Regions from separate parts of the Mus musculus genome. Here region 2 is linked to region 1. Evidence: chromatin contacts called from public HiChIP or PLAC-seq data. All regions are on one chromosome and are shown on one strand. The core of a region is the stretch at or near the end of the contact, and the rest is flanking DNA. Distances in the headings are between cores, read along the strand shown.

Region 1 (5,024 bases), core at 422-2,921:
ATTCTCACACTGGTATTCTGTATGCCAGCAATAGCAGGGTCAAGAGAAATGGAAGAAAAAGAGACATGAAACCAGGGTCTTCATTGAGATAAAGAGGGAGTGTTTGAGTGGAGTGTGAGTCTGTGGTGTTTCCTGTGGGCTGCTGACAGGGGAGAGGTTGACGAGCCTTTCTTATCTTTCTTGGAGCTTTCCATACAGAAGGATGCCAGCCCTGCTGCCACAGCCAGCAAGACGCACCCCTTCCTCATCAACTCAGTACAAGACACCTTTCCCATCAGCCAGGTGCAGCTCACCAGAGTAGGAGCCTACTGAAGTGTCCGTGGTCCGTCCCTACTGCATGGGAAGGAGTGTTGACGGGGTGGGGCAATGACAGTCCACTGAGATCCCAAGTCTCCAACTCTCCTCAGTTGTTGGAAACACCCTCTTCACAGCCAGAAATCCATGTGTAGGAGCTGAGCTACGTAGTAGTAGTAGAGATGGGGTGTGGCTCCATCGAGGTGGACATTTGACTCTCCCAATCATCCTGGGGTCCCAACACTGAACTGATGGCGACCTTTGTGGGGGTCATAGAAGAGAGAAGAGCTTTTCTTTCCCAGAATCCTATTCAACAGGAGACTCTCAGGCATGGCCCTACAGTCCTGGGCTGATGACTGGTGGCCAGCAGGGTTGATCCCTGAGTGGGCTGTAGTCTAATGACTTTATCAGGGCTGCAAGGGAAGTCCTGGTCCCCTCATTGCAGATGTGCCTCCAGCTTACCTGGGCCTCAAAACCTAGTGAGCAGGAGCCCCAGGCACTTCTGCTCCTTCCCATTCCCCACTCCTATCAAGGAGCCGTCCTCCCTTGTCCCTGAAGGCAGATCTGCCTGAGGCAGAGAGGGCTGCCCCAGAATACCTGGACAACCTTCTGGAGAATTCCAACCTAAAGGCTGCAGGTCTGAGCCCAGTGAACTGTGGCTGTCCCTCCCTCCTGGATGTCCTGTTCTTCCAGTTTGTCATTCAAACAACTGGGCTTCCTCAAGGGAGCCGGTGTTAGTGTCTTTGGCCCACAATGCACCTCTCTTTCTCAGGCTCCACATTTTTTTTTTATTCACTGTAGGACCCCACCCCACAGGATGCTGTAGCTCAACTTCAGAATAAGTCGTCTCTCCTTAATTAACCTCTCTGGAAATGCCCTCATAGATACGGGTGGAAGTGGGGTGGAGGTGTGACTCCTAAGCTAGCCAATTTGACAATGGGATAAACCATCTCAGGAGGATGGATACTCGGGTGCCTGCACAGGGCTCACATTCTCTTCTAGTCCATGACAGAGGCAGAGAAAATGGACCCAGAGTCAGGTGGAGAGAAGAAAGGAACTAAAAAAAAAAAAAAAAAAAAAAAAAAACCCTAGATGTGCACAAAGACTCAAAGTAATGGCTAGTAGCTCCACTGGCCCTCTGCTACAGGCTCCAGCACAGGGGCAGGAAAACAAAAGGGTTCGTTGGTTATCTGGAACGCCTGGGGCCTTAGGCTCCCAGGAGCTTCTAGTCCCCTACACTCCCTAAGCTAATGTATGGGCAGGAGGGAGGCAGGAGGCAGGAGGAGAGAAGCTGGACAAGCCAGGCCACCCCTGGGAGCAGGATGCTTATCTGGGCCCAAGAATAGAACTGCAGGGCGCACAGAAGCACAGGCAGGCAGTTCTCGCTCCCCAGCCTGTCAGCACTGGGGAGTGATCAGACTCTTAAACAGGCCTCATTATTTCTCCCAGGGCTGTGACGCCCTTTGGAAAAATGGATGTTTGCTGCCAGCTCGTCCCCTGAAGACACGTTTGTCACAGGCTATTGTGTAAATCCATGTTTGGCCCATTTTTAAAAAACTGCGATTTACCCAGTTGTCTAGTCTCCTCCAACCTCTAAAATGTGGCTGTTATTAGGAGCTCAGGAAGGAGCCAGAAAATGTCACTGGGAGGGAGGGAGGGAGGGCTGGGGGGAGGGCAGCTGCCTCTGGTCTTCTGCTGTGGAGAAAGCCTCCTGAACAGAGGACAGGAAGTGATGGTACCCGGGGGCAGAAAACAAGTCCAGAACATTCTAAGGAAAGAGTTTGGGATGCTGGAAGCATCTGCCTTCACCCTCATTCACTCCAAAGAGTCTCACTGAGCCCTGCTATGTGCAGACCTGGAGAAACAGCTAATGACAAATAGGTCTCAGTCACCAGGAGCCAGTGTGCTGGGCTGGGAGGAAGAAAGAGATAGATACCGGATGTAATCAAGGCCATCATGGGAGGAACGGTGTTAGGGAGGGAGCCATGCAGGGTGACATCATTAGGACTCTCCTGAGGCCGGCCGGCATGGACAGTGATCATTGTGTGCTGTAGGGACAGAGAGGGTTTCTCTGGGATGAAAACCAAGGACACCAGGAAGGAGCTGGTGAAATGGCTCATCAGGCAAAGGCACTTGCTATGCAAACCTGGCAACCTGAGTTTCATCTTTGGACCCCACCTTAAGGTGGAAGGAGAGAGCTGACTCTACAAGTCGTCCTCTGAGCACCACAGGACACGCTACAGCACTTGCCCCCACACCCAATTATGATAGTTTAATAGTGGATGAACTTGCCTTGGGGATGCTCAGGTCCAGGCTGTGAGCTTCAGGATGGGGCCAGAGGAGACACTGGCAGGAAGTAACATTTGAGCATCCCTCCAGGTAGACAGATAAGAGCTTTCTTTTTACATTAGCGCTGGACAGAAAGGCATAGACCCCAGTCAGTAGAAAACATCCTAGAACCATGAGTGTCCCATGCAAAAGGGAACACTGAGAGGTTGTCAGTATCCTGGGGTGCAGTGTATGACCGCCCTCAACTGGCCCTGAGCAGGGTGGGCTGTATCCTAAGGCAAGAGGACCTCAAGTCTTGCAGGTGTTTGGCCGGCCATGGACTATACCAGCTGTAATGGGCAAGCATGACCAGCACAGCATGCTCTGGATCCAGAGAGTGAAAGGTGAGACATTGGTTTGTCTGTCTTTGTCCTACCCTCCCCCATTCCCAGCAAATCAACAAAGCGAGAGCATCCATGTTTAAAATGCTAACCACAAACATAAACTTCTGACCATGCCCACTGGGTCCCGAGGATCTGAAGGCAGATTGGGGAAGACAAAGCTTCAGTAACTTAGGCTACCTCCCGTGGGGACCACACCCAAGGACAGGAAAGCTGCCCCACCCACCTCTGACAGCCTTCCCCCTCATCCTCGCCTAGCCTGGAAGTGCAGGCAACACCCAGACCTCCCCCACTTAACCACTCCAAACCTTACTGATCTCCTCCCTTGAAGGAGCAGTCCCTGAAGGCCAGCCCCACATAACCAGCCCAAACCAGGTCAACTTCCTCAGCCCTGTTTCAGATTAGCTCAGCCATCTCCCTAGGGAACCTAGCTTTCATTTGCTCCATTATTAAATCATCGGGACCTGGTGACTCCCAGCAGGCGGCTTCTGGAAAGGTTTTTGGGTCTGTCGGGCTCTTTGCCTGGTACAGAACTGGGCCATTGCCTAGGCTTCCTGAGAGCCAGGAAGGCCACAGTCAGTACCACACCACAGGGCTGGAGCCCTTTGGAATATAATTCCACTGCAGACAGTAGACACGTAACATACATTTAGAAGCTGCTTTTGGGGGCTGGTGAGATGGCTCAGTGGGTAAGAGCACCCGACTGCTCTTCCGAAGGTCCGAAGTTCAAATCCCAGCAACCACATGGTGGCTCACAACCACCTGTAATGAGATCTGATGCCCTCTTCTGGTGCGTCTGAAGACAGCTACAGTGTACTTACATATAATAAATAAATAAATAAATCTAAAAAAAAAAAAAAAGAAGCTGCTTTTGCTCAAAAGCAGACTCCCTGCTTATACCCATAAGGCACGGTTCAAAAGCCTGGCATCTCTGCCTTCATTTGTCTTTCTCCTTTGCTTTGGGTCAGACTCCTGCTTGACTCTATTCAGGCGAGTTAATCGTTCAAGGAGTGTCTGTCTACATGACCCCTTCAGGGCTGAGAGGACAGAGATAAATCATAGCCCTAAACTTGAAATCACCTTGGATTCTAGGAACAGCCAAGTCTCACAGGACAGATCACTCTCATAGCAGGGCAGTTATCCATGATGACAGGCCTGTACCCTAAAGCAGGAGAAACCATCTCCTGAAAAGTGACCAGCTGTCCCCTCAAGCTACAAGGGCTTCTTCATGCCACCTAGAAGGACCAGTACTTAGACAAGTTCAACCAGGCCACGTGTCGGGCAGGACTGAAGAATTCTGCATGTGTCTCTTGACCCAGCACGTCCTCCATTTAAGCCTAAAGCTCACTTGGTAGCTCAGGGATGGAGACAAGGTCCCAGGACCCCTTTGTGGTTGAAATCACCCCTACTTCTCACCACTGTTCCCTTTGGTTGGACTTGGGACACGTGGTTGAGCTCAGCCTTTGGAGGCTGTTCCACTCTTAGGCTTTGATCCTAAGACTCTGACCACAGTTTGACCCTCCTGTACCAGTTGCCTTGGACACAGGAGGAAACTGCTGCAGAAGGAATCCACGCGCTCTCCAAAGAACCTCAACCCCAGCCTGCCCCACTCTAGCCTGCACACTCCTTACTGTTCTTCCGCATCTGGAACAAACCAGGACCATCCTAGACTGTAGGACTCCAAGAATCTTCCGGCTGTGCCTGTTTGGGGATCGGGGTTCAGAAACCCTCAGCTTGTACCCTGACTCTGTCACTGCTCTGGAAAACCAGGGATAGTTCTTTAAGGTCACACACAGTCCAGTCATGGGGGTTAGAAGGGCAGCCATGTTTAACGCATGGAGGATGACGGACTACACCAAGCTGCCTTGAGTCACGCCTGCCACATGCAGTGATTTCCATGACGCAAACTACAAAGTGGGTTCTTGGTTGGATGGTGCCACAAGATAGAAAGAAACCGGGTTGGGTCTGAGTCAGGCCCTTAAGGCGGAAACCTCCGAAGGGCAATGGGCACGCGCTTCCCATCCTGCCAGACTGTTCTGTTACCTTCTTTCTGTTCTTTGA
Region 2 (4,526 bases), core at 1,101-3,600, 680 kb before region 1:
TCCTGGGATATGGTAATTGTTTGGATTTTCTTTCTTTCTGCAGTTGTGTGTGAAGAACAGGCTCTGTCCAGGTAGAAAGATTGAGGGGCAGGGGGAGGGGAGTCCCATCTCCAGGGTCAGAGACTTGGCAGGACTTTCCCCAAAGTGACTCAGGCACACCACAGTAACAGTCCCAACTGCAGTTTTATTTTTACTTCAGAAGTAGATTTCCTTCAAACCACATGAGATCTCTGCCACCCACCCACAATCAAGCCCTATATTCCCAAGGAGGCTGACTCCGGGGGCCCTTCCCCCCAGGCCAGCAATGTATTCCGGGGATGTATTCTGGGGTCTGAGGGCCCTGGCCCATTCTGAGAAATGGAGCTGTAGCTATGGCCTAGCCAGCACCCCCAGTGCTCGCTCATGGGAAATATCAGCCCTAGGCTGGTTGTTTTTACAAATCTCTCTCAGATATATTATTTTCATGACAAAAATGAAGGAGCTTTGTAAATTTTTTAAAAATTATGAATCGTATCAAGTAGTTGTTTACATTTGACAAAATAGGAACTATGCCGGCAGAGTCCAACCGAAAACCCCCTAGGTGAGATAGGCAGTAACTGGGCCTGCTGTCTGCGCCTTTCGTAGTGACAGATGTGGCTGTAGTGTTTAGGTGTTTGGTCTTGCTTCTTGTATGGCATTTTTCAATAAACTTTAAAAAAAAAAAAAAAAGCCTGACTGTGAGGATTGATCCACTTTTAAAGTTCTCTTCTAACAAAAGCATGGGAAAATTAATTTAATACCTGGGAAGGGAAGCTGCCGCCGCCGCCGAGTGCAGTGAGCTACCCACACTGGGCTAGGGTGCAGTGGGAAGGAAGTGCTGAGAACTGGAGGGTGCCTCTGCCAGCTGGGGGAGGCTTTGCACACAGGTCAGACCGACCTGTCTCCAGGGGAGCAGTCCGATCCCAGGGTCAGGGCTTTGGCAGTAGTTAGCCCTGCCGGGACAGAGCCACTTGACTGAAGGAAGAACAGACCTGAGGTGGTGGCAGTTAGAGTTGCGGTCACTGCCCCAGACAGCTGCAGAGGGTCTCATTCCACCTCATCGCCCACCTTCCCCCGGTGGTCCCATTTCCACCAGGACTACCAACTTAGACGGAGCCTGTCCCAGCCTGGGACATCCCAACCTACCACTGTTGTTTGCCAAGGAACCCTGTGCATCTCACGGTGCTCTTGGCCTACCCTGCAGCCCTTCAGGTGCCGGTCCTGGGCTAAGGCCACATGGGCTGAAGAAATTCCTGAGGCTGAATCATGCTGGTGTCCACATTAACACATGCCCCTGGAGCTCGTTCGGTGCAGCTGGCACTGCTACACATGCAGGTCAGCAGCCTTGGCGGCTGCTGCCACCACAATATCCATCCTAGCCTCGGAGGTGACTGGAGCAGCTATTGGGCACTGGACTTCTGGTGTCCCAGTCCCATGGTCCACACTGGTAGCCTCACAGCAGGTTATACCTTGAACCTCAGACCCGGGCCCCCAAATCTCCGCCTAATTTGGCATAGCCCCCCAAACTGAGTCGGTCCAGCCGTGGCCAGCTTCGGTGGGCACAGTCCCGAGTTGCTGGCGCCCCCAGAAGAAGCTCCCCTAGGCCCAGGTCCAGAGACTTGGAGTGCTCGATGCAGGAACCAGAGGGCTGCACCGTGATGATCACGTGTCCAGTCTGAGTCCGAGGACCCCAGGGTGGTGGCAGCCCCGGGCCCTTCAACGGGTAGCTGTGGAGCAGGGCAGGCAGCCCCGATCGAGGGTTGGCAGGTTCAGAGCGCAGGCTGCGCACCGACGGGACGGGCGAGGGGCCCCTCCTCGGGGCCAGGTCCCAAGTTTCGGGTTCCGCGACGGCGCCCGGGGACCCATGCGCGGGACTGGGCAGCAGCGCGTCCCAGCCTGGGCCGTCGGGCGGCCGCAGCGCCTGAGCCCTCAGCATGCCCCGGCGGAGACGCCGGGTCTCCAGGTCGCGGTTCTCGTAGAGCAATGTGTTGGCACAGATGAACACGAACAGGCCGACGCCCATGATTACCGGTCCCAGCAGCCGCAGGCGCTCGTGCGGCCCGTGCGCGCGGCCGGTCCTCGGGGCGTGGGTGTGGGAGGCGCGGCCGGGCCAGTAGCCGGCCACGGCGATGCCCATGCCCACCAGCACCACGAGCGCGCCCAGCGCCGCGAACGCCCCCGACGGCGAACGCAGCCGCAGCCGAGCCCGCACCCGCAGCGGCTCTGGCGGGGAGCGCGGCCGCCTCCGCCGGCCCAAGCGGCGGCCCAGGCGCGAAACGCGGCCCTCGGGGCTCCTGCGCGCGCCGCCGTCTCCGGGGCTCCCGGCCGTCATCGCGCGGTCGTCCGGGCGCTCTGCGGGGAAGAGCAGAGAGGCAGACACTGACCCGACGGGCCGGGCTCCGGGGGAGGGATGCGCGGGGCCGCCTCGGCCGGCCGCTTGGAGATCCCTGGCGGCCACCCCCGGATTTTCCCGGGGCCGCAAGGCAGGGAGCCGCCCCCGCTCGGGTTTTCCGCAGCGGAGCTGGGAGCCAGCGTTGGCCGGGCCCGCGGGCGGTGCGCAGGGAGGGGGCTGCGGGGCTCGGGTGCAGCCGGGGCTGCGGGGCTCCTGCAGCCTGCGCGCGCTCTGCTCGCCCGCCCGCCCGCCCACCCGCGCGGGCCCCCCTTGCGATCGCGGCCGGGGTAAGTACCTCCCGAGCTCGACCCCACCCCCCGCACGTGGCCGCCCCGAAGTAACCAGGGGAGGGGGTACTCGGATCGCCCGGGGCTGCGGGGCTCGCGCGCGCGCGCCCCACCTCCCCCTTACTGCGCTTTACATACCGCAGCGAGGGCCGGCGGAGGTGTCTCTGACTCCGGCTTCTCCTTGCTCGCCCCCTCCTTGCAGACTTCCTCAGCCGGCACTGGAGCTGCAGCAGGAGAGACTTGAGCTAGACTCTGGGAAAAACCGCTCTGGCCGAGACCAGCCAGTCAGAGCAGAGGAGGCAACGGCGGACTTTGTCCAGGATTCTTCTCCACTCCTCCAGAAGAGGCCTCCCCCTCCCCCCACGGCCGGGCTAGAGCCGGGGCTGGAGGCAGGGGACTGCCAGTGCTGGACGCAGGTCCTCGCCGGACGGACTCTCCTCCTGGATCGCTCGCCGGCCCAGGCAAGGCTGTTCCCAGATTGCGGTGTTTCCGATTCGGGCTCCCGGGGATGAATCATCCCCCTTTCCCGCCGCCTGGCCTCTTTTCCAGCCTCCTCCGCCCGAGGCCTCCGTGGGCCGCGTCCGGGCCAGAACAGCACCGCCCCGGGGTCGGGGCCGCACGCTGGAGCCGCTCCAGGAGGCCTTGTGCCCTGGTCCCGGCGCCGGGAGGCCGCGGGCAGCGGGGTCCGGGCGTCCGGTCTCGGTCCCCGGTGTCCCGGAGAGAAGCGGCAGCGGCGCCCGTCCCGGGCCTAGCACGGAGCGACCCCGGCCCGAGGCCCTGCAGACCCGGCCCGGACCCCTGCACCCCCGCTGCGCCCCGGGCCGGCTGCAGGAAGGGCGCGGGATGGCTGAGCCCCGCCCCGGACCCCGCGACCCGCCTCCGCCCGCGCCCTCGACGGAGAGGCGCCCGGCCGGCCCCGCCGACGGCCCCGCTCGCTCCGCCGGGCGCGCGGCCAGTTTCCATGATGCGGACTCGGCCCGGGAGCCCCCGCCTGGGATTGATTAGCCCGCGGCCCGTACTAATGAGAGCCGGCTGCGCGCGCGGCCCTCGCCCCTCTGGCCCCGGAGACCGGCATCCCCCGGCCGCAGAGCCTCCCAAGTGGATCTGGAGAAGGCACCCCTGCCCCACAGACGCTGAGCCCTCCCGTTCCCTCTGCTCTCCAGGGCTGACGCCTGAGGCATCTGCCTGTGTTGACTTCCTACTCACTCGCCCGCCGCCCGGGCGGGTGTGTGGATCCCCTGTCTTCCGGGTGTCCCTCCCACAACTGAGACCACAAGCCCAGGGCACAAGCTTCACTCTCAGCTGCCTGGGACTCCTGATCGGTCCCAGAACCCAAACCTCCACTGGCGAGGTCCACACTCACCTCCAGAGCACACTTAGGCCCCAGCTCTCCTCTTCATCTAGAACCAGCCGGTTCTTTCCTGTAGCCACTGTCCTCTTCGGGCAACTCCATCTCTTAAAGTCCCTGCAGTCTGCCCGCCGCCTGTCCCTGCCAACTGGTCTGCAAACGTCACAGAGCACCGTCCCAAATGTGCATCTGCCCCTTGCTGAAAACCCTCTTTGGCTCCCTGGTGCTGTCCGAATGGTTTCAGAGCCGGTGTGGTTTGAGCATGCTCCAGACCTTCTCACCTGGCCCGTGTGGCTGAAGCTGCCTAGGTCCCCAGTCCCTCTGAACTCTGGCCCCCAAGGCTTATCCAGTTTCTGGCTTTTCTCTCAGGAACACGGATTCCCCTTTGCACCTCGTGCTCCTCCAGAGCCCTGGGCCAGGTCTTCCCTCCCGTGCCCCCTCTGCACACAGCTGAGCTGACAATGCTCTTGGGGATTGACCT

The links. HiChIP or PLAC-seq counts read pairs in DNA pulled down with a chosen protein or histone mark.
Region 2: an H3K4me3 HiChIP or PLAC-seq map of forebrain shows a contact between it and region 1, with 3 times the contacts expected there. The contact joins the promoter of Tmem200b here to the enhancer-like site in region 1. A contact is called at or near these places in 1 of 39 promoter capture datasets (hippocampal neurons) and 4 of 115 datasets of contacts at active chromatin or transcription factors (embryonic hindbrain, embryonic limb bud, embryonic stem cells and 1 more).

The regions. Positions count from the first base shown.
Region 1 is chr4:131,240,823-131,245,846 of GRCm38.p6, reverse strand. No RefSeq gene overlaps it. Among named protein-coding and RNA genes, the nearest start is that of Gm25261, 4.1 kb to the right of the region's middle. Within about 2 kb of position 1,671, at least 56 of the 459 cell types and tissues checked have an H3K27ac peak or open chromatin away from gene starts, as enhancers often do. A contact at or near this core is called in forebrain, where this site is marked.
Region 2 is chr4:131,919,595-131,924,120 of GRCm38.p6, reverse strand. It overlaps Tmem200b (transmembrane protein 200B), which reads right to left and starts at 2,350. Exons shown (of 1, transcript NM_001201367.1): 1 at 981-2,350. The coding sequence starts at 2,350. The coding sequence ends at 1,496. It overlaps Epb41 (erythrocyte membrane protein band 4.1), which reads left to right. Exons shown (of 21, transcript NM_183428.3): 21 at 1-692. Gm12992 (predicted gene 12992) reads left to right here and starts at 4,092. Exons shown (of 5, transcript NR_102393.1): 1 at 4,092-4,353.